Regions from separate parts of the Anser cygnoides genome. Here region 2 is linked to region 1. The links are chromatin contacts, called in public Hi-C maps. All regions are on one chromosome and are shown on one strand. The core of a region is the stretch at or near the end of the contact, and the rest is flanking DNA. Distances in the headings are between cores, read along the strand shown.

Region 1 (7,494 bases), core at 1,544-4,043:
AGGGCGTTTTCTTTTGAAAAACCTAACACAAATATGGCTACTCTTACTGCACTTGAAAGGCAACCTACCCTCAGGGATAAAATCCTGAAGGATTAAGAAAGAATGAGACTCAGCTAGGTACAGTTGTAACTGGAATGAGAAGTGATTATTTTTATTTTGCACCTTTCTGACTGACTCTTGAATAGCTATGAAAAGAAAATTTTCATTTCAAAACTTCCTGAGGCAGAAGCCACACCTTCTGTCACAGATAAACTCACCCAGGTAATCTCATCAAAGCCAAATCCCACTGAGCTTGTTTGCTATACAGAGATGCACTGGTTCCAAACCACTGTTTCCCTCTTCAGTTCATCACCTCCAGGACTTATGGAGTGCACGTGTATAATCATTACCTCACAAAACTATTTCCAAGGCGTAAGAGCCCCCTTGTCCTACAATTACCTATGGCAGTGATTAAAACCTCATTTAATGTAATAGTAAAATTGAATATTTGCACTAAGTATCTGACATTAACTAGCAGAAGCTCTGATCAAAATTAGAGGCTATGGTGTGGTTTACTGACTGTCAAAACGCTCTTGATGAGCTGAAAGTAACTGGGCTGGAAAACCTCTCTGCATCACGTAGAGGAGGCATAAGTTAGCAGGCAAAGTTCAGAGGCAGCTGGAGTTTGCTTGCCTCCTACACAGACTCATAACTGCACACACAAAGAGAGGGCAAACCAGTCAAATGGAGCTGCTGGGAATAGCTCAAAGGCCGAAGGAGATCTTCTGTAAGCTTAATTTTTTCCTAGGTCATTCTTAAGCCAAGAGGGATGGTCAGACAGGAGGTAGGGAAGAGGAACGTAACATCTGTACATGAAAGGAAAACATACTAAGGCCAAGATATTAAGGGAATGGGACCATGTACCTACCTATAAGGTGACCTGTACTAAAAAAAGGTGTCTGCATCACAACATCATGTGTGGCCATATGTTGCTGTCACACATACTGTATTGAGCAGCAGAAGCCCTATGTAGAAAGTCAAATTTGATGAGTGAGAATGAGTAGGCACTATCCAAATGAGCTATTAGGAAAAGTGATAGATAAGTTTTGTCTAGAAGATCGCATTGTAAGACATGAGAAGAGCAGGGAAGTTACACTTTGAAAATACCACATCAGAGCTTTGTTTATTTGGTCCTACATGCATGTTAAACATTTCTTAAATGGCTAGCTTCCAAAGAAAAGGCAGGGCTTTCATGTGCCCTACCTTTACTTGCCAACAGGTAAGTACCTGCACAGATAGTAAGCTGCGCCAGGCTCCTTTCATAGTCAGTGGAGAGAAACTAGCAGGAGGCAGTTCATCTGATCTGATCCATATGTGCAATATAAGGAGATGAGTCATGCCCTACAGGTGTCTGAACCTCCCCATTGACTGCAGATGGAGCCTAGATGACTAACTCTGACACAGTCATTGCGGACAACTACTTTCGGTCAGATGTATCTCTTCCTATCCCCCCCCCACACACACACACACTCCCCACCTCCCAGGTATACACATGCCTCAGTATCAAAGAAAAGGTTTGTGCTTTAACACTTTTTTAGAGTTAAAATCACATCTGCTGGTCCCAAACTTGTAGCCTGATTCACAGACCCACCTAGAAAGACTCCGGGGGCTTTGAAGACATCACGGCTTGCATTTGCATCCTCCTTCACCACCCTCGGGTTAGTGCTGCCACTCTTCTCATGTGACAAGGGGACATTGCTCCTTGTGTTGGTCATGTTGCCCTACTTGCTCCATCACTGCTTAGCCCTGGCCATGCTTTCTCACATGGAGCTCACTGAAGCAAATGAGGCTCTGCAGAAAGCTGGCCCTTCTAGGTGGTGGAAGGGGCATTCAAACGGACCAAGGAATCGCACACACAAGCTCAGATAAACAAAAACCTGTTGTATCTTAGCAGTTCAAACTTTTTTAAAATGTCAAGCTCATCAGCCTCCGACCCTGGTTCAGCAGAGCAGAGAAGCACATGCTTAGTTTCAGCAAGATATTGGCTAAGGAAGGACTTAAGAAAGCAATTTGCTTAAAGGAGATCTCCATGGGGCATTAGAGCCTCTGTACGGTGCTCCAGCTAGAAATATCTGGCCCTACTGAAGCCAGCAGCAAAGCTGCCATATATTTGACTGTGACCAGAACTTTACCTCAGTCATCTTGTTGCTTTTTTGTGCACAGCCAATGGGTAAACATTAAAGTTTGAAGTCACAGTATTTATTATACTGTAAACAACATTTTGATAAGCCATCTCCTTGCCCTTCCCTGTTCTTAGTTGAAAGACTAACTTTCTTTTACTACGCAGTAAAAATAAACCTCCTGTATCAGGTTCAATTTCTTCCATACCACTCCATCAGAATGTTTGTTCTTCTTTATCACCGAGATCAATATTTATCCATGTGGGTGGAAACAGTTCTTTCTGTTCACCAAGCTGTTATTGTGTTAAAGTTTAACGTCACTAAAGAGGTAGTAAATGACAACTAAACCTACATCACCAACGAAGCTTTATTTATTTAATTAAATAATTCATTTTACTGAGAAAACCAACCATGCTGTTCTCAAACAGGATCCTAAACACATTTTCCACAGTAATGAGACTCTAATAACTACCCTTGTTTTAATAATATATCCCTACCTTAAGAATGGTTGGACACGTTCTGGTCTTATGCTGGCTTTACACCACTACAACAGGTAACTTCGTAGTATTGCTGTTGACATACAAAGATATACAAGAACTAGAATCAGATCTGCTGCCTCTGTATTTATCCAATACACTTTCTTTTCAGCTTCATAGTTGCCCAATAGTTTTTAAAGCAGAGGAGAACTAGCAGCTTTTTTGTTGTTGTTGTTCCCATCCAAAATTTTTCTAGACTGTTTTCTGAGAGGAATATCTGCTCCAAGATCCTGGTACAGCACAATTCCCAGAAGGGTTTTTGTTTACATCTGTTTGTGAATTAAATCATTATTGACATTACTTTCCAATTTTAACAAGCATTCTAGTAATAATTAGCCACTGCTAGGCAAACTCTGAAGTGGCCTGGAGTTCGAGCTCAGTTTAGATAAACACACACAAGTTCAGATGCTTATCCGACTGCTTGCACTTCTTGAATCTGCAGAACTAGTCTGGAAACCTATCAGGTTCCCCATCTCTGTGCTCCCACATGTCAAGCCATGCCAAGAATGCTCCAACTGCATTTTTTCATGGTGCTTCTGCATGTCTGGTTTTGGTCCTGTGCAGAACCAAGAAATACAAAGGTTTGTGAAAAGGAAAGTAATGTGCGAGGCCCAGAAGGAAGTTCTCTTCCTCAGAAAAGAGGGTGTTTTCAAGAGCCTTATGTAGCATGAACTATCCCATGACAAAGGGCCATCTTCAAAAGGAATTTAAGGCCAGCTACAGGTTATGACCCTACAATGCTTTCCTCCACAATACCCAGATAGGATGCCTGTCTCTTCGACTGTTCTGGACTCTAGGTGTCCCTCTGCTCCAAGCACTGCCCTACTCTGCTACCTTCAGCCTCCACTAAAACCCCACTGGTGTCAGAAACTGAGCTTAATCCTCTGGAGTGCCCGACCAGCCAAGCATGCTCAGAGCACAGCTCACAGAGACCCAGTTTCCTCAGCAAAGGCATCTAGAAGCATTTCTTTTTAAATAATGCTATAGCAGGTGGAGGTGCCCAGTTAATCAGCTTTTGACCATACCTGCCAAGGAAACAACACACTCTGCAGCCTGTGGGGAATCAAACGTGTTTTCCAAAAAAGCACATTATTCTCCAGGATGGGAGAGGAACACCATGCTCTCCTGTTAAATTTATGTCCCTGTGAACCCAGGACGATATGATTCGTCAGTGTTGAGACATGTGAGCAAGCAGTAATGCAGCGCTCAGGGGCAGAATAAATGGGAGACCAAGGTTCATAACTGCTTCTGAGTCCTCAGGCCCTTAGGTAACCTAGTGATAAGTCAGGGAAAAAATACTCTACCCACAATAGTACTGAGATACTATCCAAAATGCTCTTGTTTAGGTTTTCTTACAACTGGGTAATATCGAAGCATATTTTTATTAGTCTTCAAAAAGCAGCTTATCCAGTTTCAGTAGTGATAAGCTTGCTGTATTTTGAGCAGTACAGGCACTGGATACAGAAAATGGAAAGGCAAAGGAATAGCCTTTGTCTTGTTTGATCAGCAAGAGCATCAAGCTGCAGTGTGGGTGGAAGTCATTCAGCTGGGCACTGAACAGGCTCCGCAATGTAAGTAAAACTGCATTATTCAGCTCTACAGTCTCCTCCATGAGTAGGAGAGGCAGAGTGGTGGGATGAAGACTATGAAGACTGACCGCTATCTGTGAGCCCCTCACTTCTTCACCTGCTGGGAATTACTGCCCTAATTTGTCTCAGAAGAGCTCAGGAAGATTTGGGGAGAAGCCATTGCAAAGCAAGCTTGGGTATATATTAATAGGGTTATGCTTCAAAAAGGAACTACAGAATAAAACAAGGAATAGGTAAAAATTGCTTTGCATGTATTACTAATCTGCATGTACAGGTATTAGTAACACCACTACCCTCTTTAGCTTTCACCTTTAGGTTTCAAAACTCAGCAGAATTACTTGGGGTCATGATATCTGCAAGAGCAAAGAGAATTGAAATTTGAAAACATATGCGGCCTAATAAATCTTGCATACTTTAATAGGAGCAGAATTTTCCTGGAGGACTACATATACAAATGTGAATTGCAGAATCAGGCGCCAGGGCTAGGCACACTTGCCCTTTCAATTTCTGCAGAAGCACAGAGGAGATGAACACATATTACTTTGTGGAAGATGCCTACCCGCACTAACACCCCCTCCTGCCATGCACAAAAGAGCACTGCCAAAATTTGCAATCTCATTGCAACCATGCCAATGTTTGCTCTCTCCCCGACTCCCCATCAAACTCTAGTCACAGAAACCAAGAGACTGCATGAGGATTTTCATTTCTATATTTCGTTTTAAAGATGTGGGTTTTAGAGCTCTCGTGGCTTCAGAGAATAGCTTGAAAAGATAAAGCAAATTCAGCTTACAGGATCTAAAAACAAACTCATGAACCCTCAGCTTATGTAAGGAAAAAATTACAATTTTAATTCCGTCTGTACTTCTGTGCAGATGTGAACAGTTTTTCTCTCTTTTTAACGTATCAATGGCCATTTTTGTTCTAATGAATTATTACATTCAATTTGGAAGTTAAAATACTTCCAAAAAGCTGCTAAAAGAAATGTATTCATTTGTGACAGTGAAGTATTAACCACCATTCTGCATGGAAGCAGAAGAAAGTTGCTTTCTTTAAAGACTGGTTCACCTAGGATGGTCCCTGGTTTACTCCCAAAATGGAGAGAACAGAGTGTGCCCTTTTATGCAGGTATCGCTTCTTTCCCTCTCAGAGGCAGTGAAACCAGTGTGAGACAAATCACCACGTTTTCAGGCATGTACCTTGCAGTGCAACCCTGTGTGCAGGGTGGGGTTTCTCTCCAGGCTGAACAACCCACCAAGGGCAACCTGGGTGAAGCAATAGGATTGAAGCTCTCTGCTTGGTGCCTCCGGCAGGCAGGGAGCTTACTCCAAGGAAATCCAGTCCAAGGGCATGCTGCTGTGGCTGTGTGGAGCAACACAATTAAAAGCAGGAAAAAGGACGTGGGGGGAAATGGAAAAATTAATCCCATTGCATTGCAACTTTTCTTATTTAGTGAAAAGGAAATACAATTAGGCAGAACATATTAAACACACCTACACAGATATCTGAACATCTCCCTGGTGCACAAGAATTCATGCCTGCAGATGAAACAGGCAGGCTCCACTTCCTTAATCAAATTAGAAAACTAAACTTAAAATTATCTCCCTCCAGAGAAATATTTACACCTCCAAACATGTTCAGCAAAATAGAATATGAAGCTGAAAGGAAATCATTGAATTGTTTATTATGGTTTTCTAATGGTCTGGGCTTACGGTTTCAGACAGTAAAAAGTACAGTAGAAAATGACTGATTACAGTGTATACCGGAAATTTTCGGGAATTAAAAGAAAGTTGCTTTGCATAATAACTGCACACTTCCATTTCTTGTGGAGAATTAAAAAGCCATTTCTCCTCACTAAAGTTGACTATAATTGCAAATGAGGGAGTCTGGGGGACAGGGGGAGGGAAAGAGGAAGGATAAGAGGAAAGAACTATGACAAAGATTCACAATGAGCTCACTGAGGTTAGCGAACCAAATTAGGCGATGCTCAAAAACACAGACGAGGACAGGAGGAACAAAAAGCTTGCCTCCCAAAAATGTGTCAGACAGTGGGCCAATTCCACTCTAGAAACTGAAAGAGCAATGGCTCATGCGTTGTCTTCCGCCCTGCAGACCAATGCAGCCCACAGCACTGCATGGCACTGACCCTGTGGGGCACAACACGGGCTGGGGATGCTCAAGCAGGCATGTCTGCATGGGCAGCAGGCCAAGGCAGCAGCTCTGCGGCATCCCCGTGGAGGTGTCCTGACACAGGAGCCTCATCATGAGAACCCACGCTCAAGGTGCCAAGGAGAGATAGAGGAGCACAGCTGTGTGCTTCCACCGTGAGCTACTTTAAGTGTGGTGAGGGTGGGAGATGGTGAGCAAAGAACCATCAACACTACAGGCAAGGGCTCAGGGAGTTTACATAAGCAGCCCACACTCGTGAATTAGAGAATTTGGGGACCAATTACATGTTCTGCTGCACAGTCAGAAGACGGTTTCTCTCCCTTCTACAACAGAACAATTTAGCTGCAATCTAAGGAGACTCAGAAAATCTCTCCTTTGGTTCTCTCAGAGACTTTCACATCAGAAGCAGAAATCAATCTTTGCTGTTAATAATACTGCTATGTAGGAATTTCTTGAAGTCTTTATTGAAGACAGTGTTCCCAAGTGGCAGGCAGCCGCTGCGACTTGTAGCCTGGGAACAGTCCCACACAGGTTTCTGAAACAATCAGAGGAATTGCTATCCCAGCCTCCTATCATATATGTATTTTCCTGGGGTTGTGTGATGCAGTTTTGTTTTAAAATAAAAGCTTTCAGCAACAAAACAAAACAAAAAAATGCATACAGCTAGACTTTGGTGGTCTCACCCAAGTAACCAGGGGCTATGGTTCCCTTCAGAAACACTCCTTATTTCTTGGATAGTATGTGACTACTTAGGAAAACCTTCTGACCAAGGTTGAGCTGCATATTTCAGTAGCCTAGCCTTCCCCCTGAAAAGCAGTGGTGGAAAGAATGTGCTGGTAGGTCAGGTCCTCAGTGTTGGCCTGCTTGCTCCCTTGAAGGGCTTGGCAGTATTGAGGAAGCCCTGTCAGGCCGGTGGTTTTTCAGACTGCCCTGCTTGGTTGGTGTGTTGTGTTAGAGGTGCCTTCAGGGGAACTCTGTGAAGTGCTGTTAAGAACTACTCAAGAATAGGCAGATGACTCCTGGATCCCGTCCATTTTGAAGACA
Region 2 (7,494 bases), core at 2,146-4,645, 310 kb after region 1:
TGGTACCAGTGTCTATGTGCTCCTAATCAGATTTTGATGAAAGCTAGAGGCAGTGATAGAAAATGATATCCAACCTCTGGCCAGCCTGGGGCTGGTTTCAGAGAAGCAGCCGGTACATCCCATCATGGATGCCTGCAGCAGCTGGAAGAAACGGCTCCAGCAGGACTGTGGGGGCCTGAACAGCCAAAATCTGCTGCCCTGGGGGCTGAACAGGATGGGGACGAGGCAGAGAGGATCTGCAGGGATGGGTTTTGGGAACCACGCTTAGCTGATGGCCTGGCACAGGATGAAGTGCTGATGAAGTTCAGCACTGGCGAGAAGCTGGGAGGTGTTGTGTGGAGGAGAACAGGGCAATGGGCCAGGCCAGCAGGCCCTGAAGGATACAAACGAGGTAAAATTTGACAGTATGGAGAACCAGCATCACACGCTTTGGGGATAAATAAGATTTTCTGCTACAAGCTGGGTGCTTGTCCTGCTGGGGCTGGTCTGGGAGGAGAGGGGCTGCACATGCGTGTGGCACGGGTTCATCTGGGAGCCAGGAGGAGCTGTAACGTGATGCAGTGGTGGCAAGGAGGAATGTGATGAGTGGATGTGTTCAGGAGCTATTTTCAGAAGCGCAGGGTATTACATACCAAGTAATGTTGCATAAGGCTGCAGCGGCACCTTGTTTGGGTATGGGGTGGTGTTTGATCCTCTGGTCCAAAAGGATGAATTCACACTGGGCGATCTGGAAAAAGCTGTTCCAGATACCTGGGGCTTGCGCGGCCCAGTTTACCATAGGAGGCAACAGGGCCGTGGTTGGTTCAGTCCAGCAAAATGGTGGGTGTTGAGAGTTGCTGTGTGATTGGTGACAGAGGAAGGATGAAGCTGGAGAAGGAACTTGATGCAGAGAAAGGGGAATATGAATGTTCAGCAGATGCACCTGGTGCATCATGCATTGCACGTCATGGGGAACTGCATGAGAGATAAAGCAAGGAGAAGGTATGGCTGACTGTACAACAGCACATACCCAACACATAAGATGGGCCGCCTGACGTGCTGAAAAACAGGGTCTCAGCATGAATATTTCCAAAATCTGGAAATGTCTCTCACCTGAAGAGAGGAAGCAGATGGAGAGACACAAGCATGGGGAATGAGAGGCCTCCTTTACACTGCTACATGGCTTTTCTGTGCAGTGAGAGGGCCAATACTTTGCAGGACTTTGTGAGGTGGCTGGGAATTTCCCTTAAGCAGCTGTCTGCTGTTAGCAGCTGGGGTTTCACGGGTGGAAATCTGCCTGTGGTGCTACCATCATGTCAGAGGTGGCTCCAGAGAGTGAGCTCAGGCAGTGCAATATATGTGGTAATGCACTAGCGGTATGTTTTTTCCCCCGTAGAGATCTCAGCCTGACTGTTGCTATTCCTAATGTCAGCACCACCATCTTCCCCCAAGTGACTCATGCAGAAACCACAGGTATCTCGGTGCATGATGTCTTGAAGGCGCATGTTGAAGCCTCGTCAAGGCTGTTTGAACAGCTCGAGGGCCTGGCAGACACTTGATCCCTGTCAGCCTCAGCAGGTGGGCTTCAGAAATGCCCAGGGTGATAATCCCCGTTGAGGCGACGAGCCTCTTTGGGTTACAGAGGGACCCGTCCGGCGGTCGCCGCGGGGTCTGCCGGCGCTGCAGGAGCTGGCAGCCAGCTTTATCGCCGTGGCTGGGGTGAAGGTCAGCCGCTTTCAGAGGACGGCGCCTCGGCCTGCCCTTCGTGCTCCCAAATTAGAGGTGAGGCCTGGGGCAGGCTCCCCGTGTTGGGGCAGGGCATAGCATGGGAGGCCAGGCAGCGGCTCCTGCCGTGGGATGGGGGCTGCAGTGCGGCAGCCGCTGCCCCCTAAGAGCCAGCTCCTGGCGCCTGCTGTGCCATGGCAGAAGTGGTATGGAGCAGGAAAGGAGCATTTGATCCTGCACCATCAATGACAGACCAGTCGCTTGCCTCCGAAGCTGTTGGTCTGGCCCCTCTTGCTGTATCCTGAACCTACAAGTCCTCGGGGCTGGCTTGAGCCATTGTCTTGCTTGCCTTGATTTTGTGGCTGATGGTAACGAAAACTTACTGCCCAATGTGGGAATTGTTTTTGGTGCTGAGGGAAACAAGGAAGAAGAAAGATGCTTGCTGTTTTCTACAGGGTAGCAATGGAGGGTGCAATGGCTGTCTTGCAAAGTGGGGAGGGAAGTGATAGATGATGCTAAGAAAGTCACTTCATATTAATGTGCTGTGCTCTAAGTGCATTGCAGAGGGTGTGCGTTAACCTTCAAGATATAGCAGAGAAGTGCAGTGTGTACCTATTTAAAGTTTCTGAGCTATCTATGTTCAGCCATTAAAAATCTTCTTAGACATCTGAGAACATGCATCAGTTTTTTATTTTTATTTTTTGCCCCAAGTGTCTTTTCCTATCGTAACCAGTAGCATGGCTTCATGACTTCCTCCAGGACCACAAGTGCAACACCACGCACTGATGAGTTTGGAGGAGGCTGAAGGCAGTATAGGCATTGGCACGTTTCTGAGCCCAAGGACCAAGGGGGAAAACATGAGCTGGACGTGCAGAATTACCCAGAAACATTTAAATAGCCTTAGCAGAAGGTGCCTGCATCTTTGGGAGATGTGGGTGTCTGGATGTCCTTGGCAAGCAGAGCCGGGAGCCAAAGCCTGGCTGTGCTGCCCTCGCTGGGCTGTGTGTATGGGACTGCTGCAAAAACCCCGTGGTGTTAATTGATGGAGTAAGATGTTAGGGGATATGCTTTGTGGTTGTTAACATGGGGACTGCTTCCAGATAAAAAGCTTTTTTCTTTCTTAATTACAACTCCATTTCCTGAATCCCGTTCAACAGGAAGGAGCATGGAGTGGATTAAGTGGGCAGGAGGAAAAAAGGCCAGGTACATTTATTGCTCCTCTGCGTTTCATGGCATGGTGCTAAAGATTAACAAGCTCCAAACTGGCAAGTGAGGAATCAGAAATAACACAACAGTACTCAACTGGATACCGCGTGCACTCCTGAGATACCCATGTCTAACAGCTAGCTGTAGGAGGGTCAAGGGGAACAAGGGCTAAAGCCAAACCACCAGTCACGAGCACCCTGGAGGCAAACAGACCTGCGCTCCCCAGCTGCCCTTATGCTGAGAAGAGCTGAGGGTGCAGAGGCATGGAGCAGGAGGAGCGGGGCTTTTTGGTGTCATGTCTGAGCTGCCTGCTTGGACAGGGTAAAGAAGAGAGCAGGGTCTGCTCCTGGTCTCACTGACCGCTTGCTTTACGGAGAAACTCCTAAATGAGCTCATGGTGCCCCTTGTAAAGGCAAGTGCTGTAAGCACCAGCCCAGCATATAACAATGAGGGAAGTCTCTGCCCCAAGGAGACGTGCCCTAGGAGGAAGGAGAGTTTCTCTGCTGTGTGAAGGACAGACTGAGTGCACCACTGCCCTCCGTTTGTGTCTGTCAAGCAAAAAAAGAAGAAAAGTTGGAAGCTGTTGATGTAGGAGATTTAAGGCATGAGTTAGATACCTGGAAATCAGATGGAAGATGGACACCAATCAATCTAGCAATAGTTACCCTCGTTCATCCGGGAAAAAAAAATGGAGAAGAACCTGTACAGTTTCTTAAGTATAATATCTAAATCTCTGTGAATGTTACCTCTCTGAGGCAACAGAAAGGGTCAGAGTGCAGCAGAGCTGACCTGTAAACAAGTGGATGAGAGAGAGCAGTGCTGATTAACAGGGTTTCCCTGAAAAAAAGTAGGTGAAAGTTTGCATTTGATTTCAGAGGCTTATGTGGCAAGGCTTTATACATCCATTACAGGTTTTTAAGGAAACAAGTGTTCGCTGAATGGCCCTTTTTTCTTCGGGGAAAAACATGTTTCACTTCTTGAAATTCTGTTTTAAACCAAGTGGGAACATTTCAAAAAGGAATGATGTCAAAAATGATTTCATTTGTGTTGAGCTTTCAGGATAACTTTTTTCCTGAATTTTAAATCTCGTTAAAAGTAATATTGGGCTGGATTTCCTTTGAGTCCTGTCCACTGCTGTGTCTGACAGCAAGTTAGCTTAGTGCATTCAGCTGGATTTGCAGCATTTTGCTGCAGAAAAATAGTGTAGGAGCCACTTCTGCTGGTGCTGCAGTACCCCGGTGCTTTTTTTAAAGAAACCCTTGGCTTAGACCAAAACCACCTGCTGGGGTGCACTTGATCCATTAGGGCAAACACATAACAAAGCACCTGATTTCTCAGTCAGCTTTAAACTCATTGAACAACATCACACACTGGGGCTGGCTATACATAGCACCTGCTGGGATGGGCAATTGCCCAGGAGGTAGGCTCACCCTGCCTCTGGGCTGTCCCTGTGGGCTGCTGTTTTTTTAAATGTGAAAGCTTTGGTATACTTGGTTTTGATCCAAATGAACAGAAACTTTCCTGTTGACAGCCTTCGTTTTGAGCCAGATCAAAACTATGCTCTTTGGATACATTCCCCTTGGCATTTCCTCTCTTGCTGGCCCAGCAGAGAAACAGGCTGATAATAAATAAATAAGTAAGAAACTGCATTAAACGCAGTAGCTCAGAGGGATCCATTTGTCAGAGACACAACTGAAGGGTTGGCTTTCTGGCACTGCAGCCAAGCTCCATCCAAGACTTCATCCCAAGCCACGTACCCGATAATGGTGCTCGGATCAATCAGCACTGAGAAAATGCTTGCAGGCAGATGGGTCAGAGGGGAAGGAGTGGAGGCCATGCCAAACCTGCTTCTCAATCATTTTTTCCTCAGGATCACACCTCTGCCCGGTGGGACGGGGACGTCTGGATGCCTACCTGGGCAACCTGCTCTGGGGAACCTGCTTTGGCAGGGGGGTTGGACCCGGTGATCTCTTGAGGTCCCTTCCAACCCCTACAATTCTGTGATTCTGTGATTCCCCGGGGACCTGGCATCCTGGTCTCTCTGTTTCTTATCATCTTCTGGATGCTCACAAGGCTATGGCAGAAGGAGAACGCCTTCCTGATCAGGATGGGACCAGAAGGCAGGCAGTGGATGCACAGAAGGCCGGGTGGCGGAGCCACAACCTCTGGTGCAGAACAAAAGCAAACCCTCCACATCTGCCCCGGGTCAGGCAGTGGGCTTGGGAGCAGAAATCTCTTCCTGAAAGGAAATCATGGAGCAATGCACGCACTTTTTGGGTTTGCAGCCATTCTGGCCCAGTCGCCTGTAGCTGATCAGGACAGGGTTTTAGTGTCTTTGTTTTGTAGGTTTTTTTTCTATTTTTTTTTTTCTTTTCTTTACATTCACTTTGGAGAAAAGCCTACAGAAACAAATAAATAAAAAAGCTCCACATACCTCCCATTAATTACACAGTGAGCAAGGGTGAAAAAAATGCCTTTCCTTATTCCTGTCAGTTGAAGCCCTGGAGCATGTGTTTGATTATCACCACTGTTGTAAAGCAGTGCTTAGCACCTGCTGCAAGACAGCCATGAGGAAGGACTCTTTTGGGGGACTCAGAGGGTCACAGGCTGCTGAAGCAGTGGGGCACCCCTGGCTGTGTCTCTGGAAAGAGCCCACAAGAGAGTAGCAGAAGCACAGTGTAGGAGGTTACAGTTAATGGGTCATAGAATCAGAGAATCACAGAATGGTTTGGGCCAGAAGGGACCTTAAAGCCCACCTGGTTCCACCCCCTGCCATGGGCAGAGACACCTCCCACCAGACCGGGCTGCCCAAAGCCCCATCCAGCCTGGCCTTGAACACCTCCAGGGATGGGGCACCCACAGCTTCTCTGGGCAGCCTGTGCCAATGCCTCACCACCCTTTGAGCAAAGAATTTCCTCCTAAACTCTAATCTAAATCTCCCCTCTGTCAGTTTAAACCATTACCTCTTGTCCTACCATGAGGAAGCCGCAGGAGCCCAAACCTCCACACCACAGCCAGGATCCCATGGCCAGGGGTTGGAACCAGATGATCTTTAAGGTCCCTTCCAACCCAAGCCATTTCATGATCCCGCAGCCTCCCATGCTGTGTAGACACCCACCAGGTGTAGCCCTCATCTTGACCTGTCTACCATGGAAGAAGATTGTGGGGAAAATATTGGGCAGCTTATTAATAAGAAAATCAAAAGGCAGCTTCATTGCAGCCTACACTCTCCTTCTGAGTGAGTGTTGCTGTACATGGTGAAGGACCAAGCTCCAGACCTCAGCTGGAGATGCTCTTTGGCTCTCAGAAGGTCTTTGTGCTTTGCAGGAAGGATTAGACAGCAAGAGTTTCACTTAGCTAGCAAAAAAATTTTAGCAATGTATACCAAGAGAAATCAGAACATTTTACTTTTCTACATCTGAATGCAGTTCTCTTCACATATCACTAGCAGGCTTTCTTACGAATAATGGGTAGAAGCTGGTATTAGGCACTCAAACAAAATTAATGCTAAGAACACTATCTACATTGTGAAGGTAAATTAGAGAAACCTTTAAATCAGTATTGGTTTATTTGAGCATTTATTGCCTTTTCTCAGTAAGTGACTTGTCCTTTTATCGATTACCTTAGCTCCTGTATGCAAAATAAGGTGTGAACTGCTGTGGGGCAACTTAAGATTTTTCCCTCTGAATGAAATTCCTATGGGAAATTATTTGTCAGAGTTTTGCATCTGACTGTTCAGTCTTTGGCACTTTCATAAATGGCTTCTTGTTATGTTGTGGTGTGCTACGGCTGAGGTTCACGGGCCTGGGCTCAATCTGCTCTGTAAAAAATGTATGAAGAAACTGCATGAGTATAACACTTAGGGTCATAGTGTGCACATGTTTTTCAAATGGGATGCTTGCTTTCCATAAGCCCCCTTTAAGATGCACTTAAAACATTTTCATTCACATGCAGTGGGCCCATAGTGTATCTGCTGCAGCACTGACCCGAGCCTGGCCAAGGGAGCATAGAGTCCCCTCCCTCCCTGTCCCCATCCCTGTCCTTGTCCCCATGCCACCACAGGAGCAGCTGTGCCCAGCAGAAATTAATGAAATGGGGATATAAAAACAAGTGATGTCCTCTGTATTCCCGCATTCACCAGGCAATGTTTCGACAAGCAGATCCTGGAGTGAAAATACTTTGTATTTTCAGGTTTGCCTGCAGACAGCCCCAAGCCCCGAGCTGCTGACTCCCTCGGGCACCGTGGAAGAGCGGGGCAGGGCGTGCAGGAGGCAGGGCAGGAGCAGGCCAGCAGAGGAGGGATGGCCCCGTGCCCGCGGGCGGCTGCGGGCAGCGATGCGTGGCACAGGCCGCACAGGTAGGCGTCAGGTATTTAAGGCCTTGTTTGGACAAGTTGTGGTGAGACTTCTAGTATTTTGGTATGGTTAAGTGAGCACGACTCCCACCTTCATTTATCAGGGATGCCATTATGTAGATGAAGGTACACATATAGCGAGGTAACTGGCGTGCCTAGCTCACTGACAGAGCTTGCTCTGTCTGTCAGAGGAGCAGTTCTGCATCACTGGACTTACAATACTATAAATA

The links. A called contact is a pair of places that touch in the nucleus more often than the background predicts.
Region 2: a Hi-C map of liver shows a contact between it and region 1, with 16 times the contacts expected there. The contact joins two enhancer-like sites. A contact is called at or near these places in 2 of 7 Hi-C or Micro-C datasets (both in liver).

The regions. Positions count from the first base shown.
Region 1 is chr1:115,892,593-115,900,086 of Taihu_goose_T2T_genome, forward strand. No RefSeq gene overlaps it. Among named protein-coding and RNA genes, the nearest start is that of ETS2, 29 kb to the right of the region's middle. Within about 2 kb of position 2,794, at least 2 of the 3 cell types and tissues checked have open chromatin away from gene starts, as enhancers often do. A contact at or near this core is called in liver, where this site is marked.
Region 2 is chr1:116,198,491-116,205,984 of Taihu_goose_T2T_genome, forward strand. No RefSeq gene overlaps it. Among named protein-coding and RNA genes, the nearest start is that of B3GALT5, 5.6 kb to the right of the region's middle. Within about 2 kb of position 3,396, at least 2 of the 3 cell types and tissues checked have open chromatin away from gene starts, as enhancers often do. A contact at or near this core is called in liver, where this site is marked.